Regions from separate parts of the Danio rerio genome. Here region 1 is linked to region 2. Evidence: chromatin contacts called from public Hi-C data. All regions are on one chromosome and are shown on one strand. The core of a region is the stretch at or near the end of the contact, and the rest is flanking DNA. Distances in the headings are between cores, read along the strand shown.

Region 1 (2,963 bases), core at 199-2,698, 300 kb after region 2:
ACTAAACAAAATGTGACAGAAAACGATGTTATAATTTATAGTATCATTTATACTTCTAGGTATTTATTTGGGGGCCCTCAGATTTCCTGGGGCCCTAAGTGGCTGCTTTCCTTGCTTATTGGTTAAATCTGCCCCTGCACATGGGTTTCCTCCAGGTGCTCCAGTTTCATCCACAGTCCAAAGACATGCGCTATAAGTGAATTGAATAAGTTAAATTGGCCATAGTGTATGTATGTGAATGAGTGTGTATGGGTGTTTCCCAGTACTGGGTTGCAGCTGAAAGGGCATCCGCTGCGTAAAACACATGCTGAATAAGTTGGCGGTTCATTCCTTTGTGGCGTCCCTTGATGAATAAAGGGACTAAGCCGAAAATGAATGAATGAATGAATGAATGAATTTTGCTGTTGTCAACAAAGATTTCCTGTAAGTCATTCTTGGCTAAAAAAAAAATCTTGTTAAGCAGGTAGGAGGTATTTAAACATTGCAAGACAATGATATGAACGCTGTAAAATGTATTGAGAAAGTAAAAGCTCGATTTGCAAATATTTTTGAGTGATTGTGAACAGAGCCAGGGTAATGTATTTTTTTCAGTGATCGTATATTCAATGTATTAGGCTTTTGCTTAATAATACAATTCATAAATGATAATAAATTCACAAATCGCATTTGGTTTATTGGTATATTTTGCCTATAACCAAAAAATAGGCTTGTTTGAAAAAAAAAAAAATTTTTTTTCTTTTATACCAAATATCATTACAATTTAAAGATCATATTTCATTTATTTATTTACTTGAACATTTACTGTAAATATAACAAAATATATCATCTTGGGTCACCACAGCAGAATGAACCACCAGCTTATCCAGCATATTTTACGCAGCGGATGCCCTTTCAGCTGTAACCCATCACTGGGAAACATCAATGCAATTTCATTCGCACACATTCACTATGGACAATTTAGCTTATCTAATTCATCTATACCAAATGTGTTCGGACTTTTTGGGGAAACCAGAGCACTAGGAGGAAGCCCACACAGACATGGGGAGAAAATTGTCCTATCCTAACAAAGTACATTAATGGAAAGCTTAATTATTCAGCTTTAAAGCATTTTAAAATTCCTGCTTATCCCCCCAAATTCACTCAACTGCTGAAGAAAATACTTAAATGTACATGATTAATATGCTTGAATTAAACGTATTGAATTTTTTGTTAATTCCTTTGTGTACTTTTTTATGTATAACTCTGTATTCCCGTTTAAATGAATAAATAAATAAATAAATAAATAAATAAATAAATAAATAAATAAATAAAAAAGAATAATAAACACCCGAATTCATCTACCAAAATGGGGGCATGTTTAAAAGTCGAGGAGGATCATTTGTGCTGGACACGCCCATGTTTCCTCGGCACAGTAGATTTGGGAGGGGTCTGAGTACCTAAGGCGCCATTGAATTGTTTTGCCGGTGGACAGACGCAGAATCACCGCGGCTGTGTGCAACTCACAGAAGCGAAGCGGCCGTCGGCTCCCCTGCATTGCTATATTCAAACAACCGAGTCTCTCTGTTTTTATTAGACCATCTACGCTAAATCGACAAGATGAGTGAAATCAACGTGAAAAAGCTTAAGGTGAACGAGCTGAAGGACGAGCTAAAGAAGCGGCAGCTCTCTGACAAGGGGTTGAAGGCCGAGCTCATGGAGCGTCTGCAGGCCGCGCTCGACGCAGAGGCCCAGGCCCAAGAGGAAGAAACGACCGCGCCAGGGACTACAGAAGGTAGTAAGGTAGGAAACGATGCCGATGGAAACGGCGTTGCAGCCGAACAAGAAGGTACGGGTGAAGAAGAGCCGGAGGGGGAAAACATGGAGGCCGAGGAGCAGAATGGGGAAGGAGATGAAGCCGCCGGTCAGGACGACGAAATGGGAGAGGAGGAGGAGGAGGAGGAGGACGACGACGCCGGGGAGGAAATAGACAAAGCCTTAGACGATGAAGATGATGAAGAAGACGATATCATTGACAAAATCGACGTTGAAGACGGTGAGCTTTAATCTCATCCATTAGAGGGTGAGTTTTTTGGTGTAAAAAGCGGTTTTCTGGACGCGGGAGGATCGAATTCACGTGCGCATTGAAGCCGGTGAGATCATCGTTTAGCATAGGTGGCTAATGGCTAACCGGGAGCTATTGTGTATGTAGCCGACGTGCTAATCCTTTGGATTTGAGTTTAGTTTCTGTACTAGCTCTGAGCTTTTTTTAAAGATTGAGTTTACGGTTTTGAGTTTTATTTTTTATTTATTTGTTTGTTTTCAGTGTAACGTTATGCTAGTTAAGCTAAGTTAGTCGAAACGCCCGCGCTAGCTAGCCTTTTGTCTTTTGGTTTGTTGGTTATTGTGCATATTTTGTTCTGAATGACTATATATTTGCGCTATAATCTGCAAAATAACAGTTTTTTGTTATATCTTTTTATTTTGGTCGGTTTGGCTAATTTAGGCAACGGTGAAATGTCTCGCGAGAGAATAGCCTCGCTGCATGCTCGAGGCGCGCTGTTCTCGCGTGGACGCGGACGTTGTTGTGCAGAAAACCTTATGGTAGATAATGCAGAATTGATGGGATTAGAGCGGAAAATGAGTGATAAGGTTGGAGTCGTATTTTTCAAATTTATTTGATCACATATTAGATGGAGCGTCCAAAGAAAAGGCCATTGTTTAGTTTCTGTTCAGAATTCAAGATGGCGCCGTCTGCTTCCGTTCGAGGTCAGTTCAGGATAATAAATTGACGCTGTTCGCCTAATGATGCTCATTCAAGATGTGAGCATTTATTGTATAGCCAGCTGCAGAAGCCTACATATAAAACACATATTGTAACATAATATTCACTTGTGAATGCATTACATTGTTGCAAAGAAAAGCACTTGATACACAATTGTTTGCACCACCCATATTATTTTTGTCTGATCTGCTTAACACAGTCA
Region 2 (2,946 bases), core at 140-2,639:
ATATATATATATATATATATATATATTTTTTTTTTTTTTCCCCTGATAATGTCTTCTAAATTGAACAATTTCATGAACGATTTACAGACCTGTATGTTGTAGGTTCAGTTCCAATATGTACTGTAATTTTATTGACAGTTGTTCACATCTCCAAAGGGAGTTTGTTTGTTGTAAATAAGGGTGTATTTATTATTTCTAACAATGCTGTGAATAAATTAGAATTACAAAGAGCAAATGCAGTAAAAATGTGAAACATACATATTCAGTGTCTTGTACTTGGATACCTTACTAAATGCAGTGATTTCGAAATTTACAGTAGTTATTTTACACGAGTAAACTGTCATAATTAAAACATGACAAAGCCATCTTGTTCATAAATAATGGTGTCAGGACTTTTCATTTCGATGACACTCACACTTTCATTGATATGAATAGAATACTTGCTTTTGAGGAATGACCTATACGTTTTGAGCAAGTGACACGCTTTTGCAGGTTATCAACTAGATCTTGCAGTTTGCACTAATTGTTTTGAGAAATGCATTAACTGTTGTGCAAATGTAAATAATGTTGTGAAAAATGCACCAAAGCCACTGAGAAAAACTAGTTGAGAGAGATAAAGAGAGATCAACCACGAGATGGCGGTAAAGCAGATACATCTACTCTTTGTATAATACAATTACTTGTTCTTAAACGCAAAAATATCGACATGATCAGGAAATGTATTCAATAAAAGTGCTGAAAAGGTAAAGAAAACATTTTGTTAGGCTTACAATTTTTCAGTCATCACTATCATTACATTTTCTTTATTCAGTGAAAGCGAATGGTGACTGAAGCTATCATTACGTTTTAAACCATTTGGTACGGAGATAGGACAAGTTCTTCACCTGCAGTCAAACATCCATATTCTGCAATAGGCCCGTATTTTAATTGTGAATGAATAAGCCCTATATTGGTCATAAGCGATAAAAAGAAATCAAGCCTATCTTGTACTTTAATTATATTCAGTATCATTAATTGTAGCAAACAAAGTTTGTTCTCTCATTCTGTATATCATAGGGAAGTAAAATTCTTGATTTGAGAATTAATAAACGAATTTACAGGCAAAGGACAAAAAATGTCTGCATCCATTAGCTCTCAGATCTGCTGCATCTCTGGCTGTGCGCGCATGCGCAAAACCGCCTCACTTTTCGCGCGAAATACTCGAGTGGGTTGGGAAAAATCTTCCTTCCGAGGATTTGATTGGACGCCGCAACCCAAGAGGCAGAATATGTTACTGAGTCACTGGTGTGTTGGCCAATCAGTGCTCAGTTTTAACTGCGAGAGAAGTCTGGTGGCGCGAAAAGGCACACAACAGTGCTGCGACAGACACGAGGTGTTCTGCACTGAACTTTTCTTCATACTTTAAAAAGATCTGTAGCAAAAATGGCTGCTGAAGTTGTGGACGATCAGGAAATGAGGGAGGCTCAGAGGGATTACTTGGATTTTCTTGACGACGACGTAAGCATAAATAAGTTATTATATGTTTATTAGAGGTTGAATTGCTGTAGTAAAGGTGCCTTATAGGAACAAAGGCCCACACCCACGTAACATTTTTCGTAGAATTTTTAAAGCATATTTTGCCTGTTTACAACTTTATTCTTGCGTTTTTACTCTTTTCCAGCAAGACCAGGGCATCTACCAGAGCAAAGTACGGCAGATGATCAGCGAAAACAAATCCAGGCTCATTGTAAACCTCAACGACCTGCGACGACGAAATGAAAAGCGAGCAGCAAAGTATGTCTAGTTTGTTCCCCTTCACTACTACACCATGTGCACATGTATGATCAGGTCATGCTATTATAATTTGCAAGTATATTTCCACGCGTAATAACATCATAACTACACGCATTTTATATTGTACCGAAATTGAAGGGGTAGTTCACCCATAAAATGAACATGTACTGATGTACTCTCCCTCAAGGGGTTCCAAACGGTTTTTGGTTTACTTTTTCTGGCAAACAAAAGGAGATATTTAGAAAAATGTTTGAAACCTATGATCCTTTACTCGTAGGAAAACAATAAATACCATGTAAGTCAATTACATGTTTTCACAATTTTATAAATAAGTTGATTTATGTTCAACAGAAGAAAAGAAACTTAAACAGGTTTGAGACAATAAAGGGTGAGTAAATGATGATGAAAATTTCAGTTTTCGGTGAGCTATCCCTTAGTTAGTTGATCTCACAATTAAATTGTCACCATTATGTTGTTTTAGATGCAAAAGATGAGATACTGAGATACTGGTTTGAAAGTATATTAACATAAAACTTGTCATAAAGATAGTAAATAAAACAGTCCACATGAATTAAGCCGTTTAATTCAAGTATTCTAAAAACACAATTGTTTTTTTTTTCAAGGAACAAATTTGAACACATAAATATCTTACCATAAACAGAAGCAACCTTGCTTGATTAACACTGGAAAGCGTTGGTTCTTGTGGAAGCCACAATGTGTCATGTGACATGTACGAATGAACCCTACTGGTCCTTATACATCAAGCATGCTTGAGCGTCTGTGACCAAATCTCAACAGGACAGAAATCAAATCAAAGTCCAAATTTAAACCAGTCGGAGACAAAGTATTCAATATGTAAATGTAAAACACGTCCCTCTGCAATAGAAGTCTATCTATATCCCCGCCCCTTCTCGGAACCTTCATTTGTTCAATGCCAGCATATCGTAAAATCGAATAGTTATGTTTCAGTGCATTAAAATGAACAGAACTAGGACTTCATTGATAATTTAATGGTAAATTCTGTGTTCAGAAATTCGTGGTTTAGCTTACATCGGTGAAACAACACATCGTTTTTCCTGATTATTATTATTTTGTTTACTGGCTTGTTGGTTGATTGGTGTGGTTTTTGTGTTCTTGGTGTGAGGTGTAAAGCTTGACTATTTGTTATTTAAG

What was found. A called contact is a pair of places that touch in the nucleus more often than the background predicts.
Region 1: a contact with region 2 is called in a Hi-C map of hematopoietic stem cells, with 2.4 times the contacts expected there. The contact joins the promoter of hnrnpub here to the promoter of mcm3 in region 2. A contact is called at or near these places in 1 of 18 Hi-C or Micro-C datasets (hematopoietic stem cells) and 1 of 4 datasets of contacts at active chromatin or transcription factors (embryo).

Annotation. Positions count from the first base shown.
Region 1 is chr20:38,348,045-38,351,007 of GRCz12tu, forward strand. It overlaps hnrnpub (heterogeneous nuclear ribonucleoprotein Ub), which reads left to right and starts at 1,449. Exons shown (of 13, transcript NM_001033595.2): 1 at 1,449-2,032. The coding sequence starts at 1,597.
Region 2 is chr20:38,049,405-38,052,350 of GRCz12tu, forward strand. mcm3 (minichromosome maintenance complex component 3) reads left to right here and starts at 1,390. Exons shown (of 17, transcript NM_212567.2): 1 at 1,390-1,497; 2 at 1,661-1,773. The coding sequence starts at 1,423.